Regions from separate parts of the Mus musculus genome. Here region 2 is linked to region 1. Evidence: chromatin contacts called from public Hi-C data. All regions are on one chromosome and are shown on one strand. The core of a region is the stretch at or near the end of the contact, and the rest is flanking DNA. Distances in the headings are between cores, read along the strand shown. Region 1 overlaps Sptlc3 (serine palmitoyltransferase, long chain base subunit 3). Region 2 holds the start of Ndufaf5 (NADH:ubiquinone oxidoreductase complex assembly factor 5).

Evidence for each region. A called contact is a pair of places that touch in the nucleus more often than the background predicts.
Region 2: a Hi-C map of nephron progenitors shows a contact between it and region 1, with 4 times the contacts expected there. The contact joins the promoter of Ndufaf5 here to the enhancer-like site in region 1. A contact is called at or near these places in 17 of 39 promoter capture datasets (the 3T3-L1 cell line, 3T3-L1-derived adipocytes, the C10 cell line and 11 more), 34 of 484 Hi-C or Micro-C datasets (the C3H10T1/2 cell line, CD4 T cells, CD8 T cells and 24 more), 6 of 115 datasets of contacts at active chromatin or transcription factors (astrocytes, bone marrow-derived macrophages, embryonic basal ganglia and 3 more) and 2 of 9 other capture datasets (adipose tissue and liver).

What each region holds. Positions count from the first base shown.
Region 1 is chr2:139,589,770-139,593,861 of GRCm38.p6, forward strand. All of the region lies in intron 8 of Sptlc3 (serine palmitoyltransferase, long chain base subunit 3), which reads left to right. Among named protein-coding and RNA genes, the nearest start is that of Ism1, 86 kb to the right of the region's middle. Within about 2 kb of position 1,727, at least 6 of the 459 cell types and tissues checked have an H3K27ac peak or open chromatin away from gene starts, as enhancers often do. A contact at or near this core is called in nephron progenitors, where this site is marked.
Region 2 is chr2:140,168,633-140,172,724 of GRCm38.p6, forward strand. It overlaps Ndufaf5 (NADH:ubiquinone oxidoreductase complex assembly factor 5), which reads left to right and starts at 2,014. Exons shown (of 11, transcript NM_027093.4): 1 at 2,014-2,301; 2 at 3,395-3,435. The coding sequence starts at 2,080. It overlaps Esf1 (ESF1 nucleolar pre-rRNA processing protein homolog), which reads right to left and starts at 1,926. Exons shown (of 14, transcript NM_001081090.1): 1 at 1,845-1,926.

The DNA.
Region 1 (4,092 bases), core at 477-2,976:
AATCAGGACCCCCCTGAAGTTCATGTCTGTTTCAGTTCAGCTCACGTGCAGCACAGAGTAAAGAAAAGTGTGGAAAGAATCGTCACATAACAAACTGTGTAGAGTACCTGGGAGAGATTAGCTCCGCCGGACTATGTCTGGGAAGTATTGTAGAATAACCACCATTCAGCCTTGTAGACAAATAGTCGGGGGTGGGGGAGTCAATTTCAGAAAGAAGCAATAGAATATACTGAGCCACAGAAGTAATAAGGAACCTTACATGAACTATGAGGGAGTGGGGTGGAGAGAAGGATGGCTCAGCAGTTAAGAGTACTGATTGCCTGTCAGGGCTCAACTCCTAGCGCCCCCTGGAGGCCTACTACTATCTGTACCTCCAGTCTCAGGGATCTGAAGCCTCAGCTGAACCTGGACAAATATAGCATGCAGACACACATGCAGGCAAGACATGCATACAATTTTTAAATTCAAAAATTAAAGAACTAGGAGTGTGCGTGTGTGTGCACATGTGCGTGTGTTGTAACAGCAACAGTGGAGAAAGTTCAGGTATTCAAGAGGCTAGCCTCATGGATTTTACAAGTTTTCACCTAAATGACAGCAGCATAAAAAATGGACTTTTAAGATTATTTTTCTGAGAAATAACTCTTTTCTATGATGTTAGATAAGCCATCTTCTCTAGTCTCTAAATGATTTTAAAAAATTGGTTCAGATGACATGATGAGATGAGAGAGCGTATGTCCTGTCCCTTTTCCAAATCATGTCAGTTGTCTCTCCAAGCCCACATCTGTCCCAAAGAGACTGTGGTGTAGCTCCAACTAGTAGGGCATTTCAGGCCCCAAATTAGTGCATGGAGGTGCTCTTAACAAGATATCTAACATTTCTAGTTCCTTACCCACTGACCAGAAGAAACAAAAATTCTGCCCACTGCTCAACCAGTTAGACAAATCGGGGTATGCTAGCAGAAAGCATACTATCACTAAAAGTCAGTGGTTTAAAACAATAGATTGCGTCTTATCCACCTACCATGAGACATACAGACGCCTAAAATTCTGTTCTAAGTGTTCTTTGCCCTCTTGTAACTGCTACTTTCTCCCATGGCCAAAGCTTTGTACTTCCACCTTCCTGTGCTTTCCTGTGGGGATGAGCTAGGTAATGCCAGAAACACGGGGAATGCCAGGCCCTCAAAGGCTTCAGCAAAGTCTAGTGAGAGGTTAAATATTTCCTTCTTAACTGTCACATCAGCAGGATCAGAGGGTCTCAAATTTAGGAGCTGTCTGATCCGGATTACCTTGCTTTGTGAGGCTGTGGGCTTTGATTACTTTAGCAGCAGTTCTGAGCCACAAAACTTTTAACCGAGCGTAACTCTGTTTCCTGAGCCAAAGGCACCTGAATAAACTAAAGCAAGCAGATCCTTGAAATGGTGTCAGACTTGTTAGATGTCACATTTTTCTCCTCAGAGTGCCTTTATTTGATACCTACTTTAAACAAAGGCCCAGGACTAGCCGCAGGAAGGACAATTCCCTGGGATCCTGTTCTCTGTTCTGAAGGCAGGTGCAGGGTTTCAAAAATGGAATACTCTTGTCTACATGACCTCTGATCCTTTGGGTTAAAGATCGGGCAATTGTAAAAATTATCATTATTACATTAATCAGAACTCCTACACTCCTACCCACTTCCTCCTCCTAACCTAACAGTATAACTGTGTTATACTGCAGTATCTCAATTAACCACCAGGTGGCATCATGAATTAGAGCGTGTTTGGCAGGGGCTCATTAGCCATACTGAGATACACTACCCTAAAACACCAACGTATAAAACCTTGGAGAAACAGACAACAATTCAATACACGGAACTGAGCAAGAGAATGGAGAGCACGAATCCTGAAGACAATCAAGTGGGTTCAAAACTCTAGAAAAAGATAAAAATGCCTGGCTCTGAAATGTCTTGTTAATCTTGGTATACAGTGACAACATTCCTAAAAACTACACCTGGGATGTCCTGGGACTCTTGGTGGAGCCAAGTTTTGCACATTATGGACCAGATGAATACATCTTGGAAAAAAGTGAAGGGGGAAAAAATAGCTGGTGCTAAGATTTCAGTAAGCAGAGGTTTGATGGGGAGTCTCCGGTTTCCCCCTTAGTTGTTACTAAGTAACAAACTCACCTTGGCTGATCAGGATTAATTCCAAGACAAAGTATTTTCTCAAAAGCCTATGGGGCTTTTGTCTTTTGCAATTTGAGCTCTGCTGACGGACAGTAAACAATTCACTGCCGAGGCTATCCTTCCATGAAGGTCCAGGTGAAAATTCAGATAATCACTCTTCACGTCAGGACTATCAGTGTCTATGAACAAGGCGGGAGTTGATAGGGTCGGGTTCTTTTCTTTTACCATTTTCAATTTCAGTTATTTCTCTAGCTGCTGGGAGGATGTACGCAGCATTCCTCATCCTCTATTCTCCTGTAAGCATGGGTCCTGCAACTTCTTACATGTCCGCTGTCACTTGCTGCCTTCTCCCAGCCTCCGTGAGGATTGGCAAATAAGTGAGGCAGAGATTGTCCTTGTGACCGATAGACGGCAGGGTTGTAATTCTAGAGGAGGGAAATGGGAAACAAGGCTAGGTTTGGAAGGTGATAGTTAGCTCCAACAGCCTGAGAAGCAAGGAAAGGCAATTCTCTTACAGAAGCCTTTCTGTTCTGGTATTCTCAGCCCTGCCTGCACTTAACAGTCCTTTGAAGTAAATGGGGTCATGGACTAAGCATCACGATGTTTATTCTAAAGCCTCCTGTCTGATTCCCTCCCCAAAACCCACCCTTGCCCTTGAACTCCAGGCCTATGGGTAAAGAAAATAATCAAGGTTTTGGACTTAAAAAAAAGGACTTGGAAAACTGTCCCTGGGAGAACCTCTAACTCATTCCAAAGAAAGACACAATACAGACACACCTTGCAAGGGACCAAAGTCAACCCTTAATTCACGACTTGTACCCAGTCAGGAGATAAATAGAAGAAATCAGTAGACTTTCCTTGACACTCTCCAGAAGTTACTACAGAACTCCACTTCCTCAGCCACACAAGGAAAACACCCTTTACCCAGCCTGGGACAAAATGGACTCAGTCCAAAGTAATTATATTGTAGGACAGACACTCTTCATGTTCAAGGGAGTGATTATACGCTGATGCGGTCGTGTTCAAACTAAAGATGCTTATGACTGACCTATGGGATTCCTCAGTTTTTGAAAGGAAATTAGAGTTAGGGGCATTTCGATCAAAGGAGGCTTTGCTTTGTTTCTTTGTCTGATCTTTGTGCTGAATGCTTCCCAACTGAGATGTTACTACGCTTGATCTAAGAGTTCAGTTTCTTGTCATTAATGCATCAGGGGACTGTTCATCCTCCCTCAATCTCTAAAGTTCCTTGGCTTCCCATTAAACAAACTGTCAGAATGTACAGGTCTCTGCTAAGACCCTACTACTATGAACTTTAAGAATATACATATATCTTTAGTTACTTTCTTTCTGAGGACACACTCATTGATTAAATTAAGATTAGACATAAAAGCCTTTAAACCCCAAAACAGCAATGTATGCAAATTGGGGGAAGCACTACAGGCTAAGCATAAAGGGAGCTGGTCTCTATACACTCCAGGACTCACTTCTCCTCATCCTGAGGCCAATCTCTGGTTTTGAAGATGTGATAAGCATAGTGTTAAAGATGGAAACACCTGAACCAGAGTCATTGTGTCTACATCCTTACCTTACCTAATCTTTATGGAGAATTTCCAGGATGTCTGTGCCTCAATTATCCAATCTATAAATTTGGGATTAAAGGGTGTTTCCTACTTCTGAGTTATTTTAAGTGCATTAACATATACGTTGTTCTGAAAATGAACTCAAAAGTATCCCATGGATGTTGGCTGTGGTGTTAGTTTCTGGTCCCATTTTCTGCTCTCTGAGTTATTCAATAACTCAAGTTAATGCTCTCCATTCTTCCAAAGGCCTGTCTGTTTTCTTGTGGTTGGTAATAGTTAGGATAGGTTTGGCTTGGTTTTACTCTTACTGCCACTATCCCTTGTGGGATGGAGGAAGAAGCAAGCTAAGTAT
Region 2 (4,092 bases), core at 764-3,263, 580 kb after region 1:
ACATAAAAAATAAAGGCATAGCAAAATATAATCCTTCCCTTACAGATCACTTGAAATAAACTTGTAAACCAAGGTTTTATAAACCTAGGGTTTTGAGGAGGGCAATGTTTAGTAGCTGACTGCCCTCAGAATTTTTATAGTTCTAGCTTGTACTTGCCATCAATTAAAAGATTATTCTTGGTGCATAGAGCCACACACGTAAAACCAAGATTCTGAAGGCAGAATCATGCTTATTATGAGGCCAGATCTTAGATAGTTTCATAGGGAATTGGTGGTCAGTCTGGGTTACCTAGTGAGATTGTTTCAAGAAACCAAAGACAGATGCTGGGGAGAAGGCTGAATCAGCGAAGCGCTTGTAATACAAATACAACATGGATTTGATACTCCAGAACACACACACATAAAACAAACAAACAAACAAACAAACAAACCCTGAATGCCTGTAATCCCAGAGACAAGAGGACTCACTCCCTAATCATCCAACTTAGCTTACTTGAGGAGCTTCAGGTTCCAATGAGAGGTTCTGCTTAAAAAAAAAAAAAAAAGTGGAGAGCAATTGAGGAAGACACTAGCCATCACCTCTGGCTCCATATACAAGCACCCTTCCAAACATATGAGCACACACGTGCATGGGTATGTGGGCTGATGTAATCATCTACAGATGCAACAGACACAGGAAGACAAAAACAAAAGATTCTGAAATCTCAGCTGGTCTAATTGGGTTTTCATAGTCTTGTTTCATTCTCTTTGTTAATGTTTACTTCATAATTGCATAAGCTTTTGGTTTTACAAAGCTGTCTCTTAACTAATGAGGGGCATTTAAAAAAAAATCAAATCAGATTTACCTTAGTGTTATTTCTATAAATCCTAGTTTCTATCAAGACCCAAATTAGTCTCAAACTACAGTTAACAATTGTCACGTTCTTCTTAATAAATTTTTCCATGTGTATGGGTGTTAAGTATTCATGTGTGTCTGCATATCACTTCTGTGCCTCCTGCCCATGGACGCCTGAAGAGGTCTTCTGAGCCCCTGGAACTGGTTTTACTGACTGGACAATAGTCAGCCATCAAGTGGATGCTGGAAATTTAACCTAGGTCCACTGAAGACCAGCAGCCAGTGCACTTAACCACTGAGCAATCTATCCAGTCCCAAATGTCGCTTTTTTATAACATTTTATTCTCAAAGTGACTAAGGCCTAGATAGGCTATAAACACACAAAAACGCTCACAGAAGTTTGTATGCCTAATGTTCCTTTGTAAAGCGTCCCTGGTGGTTGGATTTCTCCAGATTTCAACTTTGCAAAAAAGTCAGAAGTTTCTGTATGAATAAAAGCTGACTGACCAAACAAGACAGTATTTACGCCCCTCACTCCTGCGACAGACTGTACGCCATCACAACAGGCTAGCCTAGCCTTGAACTGCAATCACTTCTGTCTCTCGGCCTCAATACTGGAATTACAGTGTTGCTTTACTTCAGAACCCTTTACATTCTAATAGAGAGAGAGAGAGAGAGAGAGATACTACAACACCTGGAACAGCTGTACGACACAGCTACCACCTCAACCAACTGCAGTGCGTGTGAATGTTGGAAATGGAAGCCCACGGCGAACATGGGATGTTCAGAGGAGCGAAAGCAACTGGACAGCACTTGAAACGCTTCCCGGTCTCCCTCAAGTCCACCCACCCTCTGGCCTGGGAGCTCCAGGTCAGCTCGTCCCGAACCATCTTCCCACCTCACAAACTTTCGGGGCAAGTTACTCGGCTGCGTTCTCTGTCTCTCTCGAGAAGCAGCTCTGAAGAGAACAATGAGGCCAGAAAGGGACCGGACTATAGGGGCTACTCACAAATCCCAAGGAGAGCCCGACGGGCGACCGCACAGTTTCCCACCACTCTTCTCAGATCCCAGTCTGAGTTCACATGGAGCGCACTCCCACAATCCTCCGCGAGACGCTCCGTCTTAACGGCACGCGAGCTGGGCCAAACTACTTCAACCTTCCGCCTTGGAACTGCGCTAGTCGTAGTCCCGTTGGCGCATGCGCCTAATAGAAACCATGCCCTGCTGTGGCGCCCGGGCTGAAGATGCTGCGAAAGGTCGTTCTTTTGCGCCTCTGCCCACTGCTTGGCCGGCCAGCGGTCTCTGCATCGAGCGGCAGTCGCAGGGAGGTCGCTTCTGGTGTCCCTCCTTCGGGCAGCACCTCGCCCAGAGCCCTAAACATCTTCGACAGGGAATTGAAGAGGAAGCAGAAGAATTGGGCCGCCCGGCAGCCCGACCCCATGAAATTTGACTACCTGAAGGAGGAGGTGAGACTGTGGGGCTGCGACGGAGGGAGGCGTGGAGCCGGGTAGGGCGGACCCACCCACCCGACTGTGTGACCTTGAGAAGCTTCACTCTCTAGAGCCTTTCTGATTTTCCGGGAAGCACGAGAGGCTCCGATAGCATGCGGGGCAATCATTCATTCGCTTTGCAAACACTGCTTGAGTTCCAGGGAAAAGCAAGATCATTTAGGAGTGAGTAGGAGACACATAGACAGGGAATGTAATTGCAGCAAAAGGAAGGTGAAGAAAAAGTGAGATAGCGGTATTGGTGACTGCGGTGGTCAAGAATGGCTGTTATGGCGAAAAGTGAGAGATTAGTTGAGCCGAGATGAGAGATGGGACGAGTCTCCTAGGAAAAGGAAAAGTGCAAAACTCCTAAGGCCAAAAGGACGTGTAGAGGCCTTCAATAAGTCCTTCCATTCTGTTCAAGAAAAGCTTGTAAGAGACTGAGTACAAGGTGTGGATAGTTGACTGCATCCCGGATGACGCCAGTCCGGGGAAGGGTGGTACTTACCATACGATTTCTTTTATGTTGTGTTTAGGAGATGGTCGTCTATACTTTTCCAGACTTGGTGTTTACTAATTTGCAAGCATTGGCTGTCTTAATTTATTATGTAATATATACCAGCCTGACCTCGAATTCATAGAAATCCACCTGCCTCAGCCTCCCGATGTTGATGTTGGGTTTGAGTTTCCGAGACAAGGGTCTTTTTAATATATCCTGGTTTGGAACTCATAGTCACCGTGTATTCCAGACTGGCCTCAGACTTGTGGTAATCCTGCTTACTCCTGAATCGAAGGACTATAGACATAAACTGCCACACCAAGGAGATCGTTAATTTTGATTTCATTAAATTTGCTTCTAAAGTAATTTGCTTCCGTTTGTTTTCAGGGTATTTTATTATTTCCATAATAAAAAAATAAAGTATTTGTAAAGGAAGTTGCTGTGGGACAATAGCAAATGGGATAGAAGGAAACACTTCTGTTTTGAAACATATGTTGAATCTTAGGAAAAAAAGTTACTTTTCTGTTAAGCCTGCTTGGTGTATTTAACCCATTGACTCTTGAAATTTTCCAGGTTGGAAGTCGGATTGCAGACCGTGTTTATGACATAGCCAGGTAGGAGATGCTATTTCAGTGAGATGCAGTCTCTCCTTCTCCCTGCTCCTTTCTCCCATGCTCCCCTCTCCCAGTCTGTCTCTCTGTCTTTTTCCCAAAACAGACAACTTGCTCTAACTCCTAAGCTATACCTTGAACTAGGCTTGGACAGCCCACCTTTCTTAGGTTCTTAAGTATCTGAGACTATAGACCTGCTTCTCCAGTCCTGGTTAAGAACAAAATCTGATGTTGAATGAAGACTGGAAATTAAGTGATGTGAGTTTGCTACGTGGAGTAGTTGAGTATGAGAAATGTATTGGCAGGATTAGAGATTTAACTCACTGTAAACATCTTTCTTTTTAGATTTTTGAGATAGGGTCTCACTATGTAGCCCAGGAGGCACTCCTCCTGCCTCTGCCTCTAAATGTTGAGATTATAAGCATACACAGCCACTCCTGCTTATTCTTTTTCTTGTCCGGGAAAGCAAATGCTGTTTTCTTTTCTTTTTTTTTTTATTAGGTATTTAAATGCTGTTTTCTTCATTGGTAACTTTTATTTTTCTTTTTTTAAATTATGAATGTAAAACTTGTAGCTTTCTTCAAGCCTGAATGACTGATCTACTTCATGTAGCCCAAATTTAGATAGATTGCTCAAAATATGGAATTAAAAATTTAACTA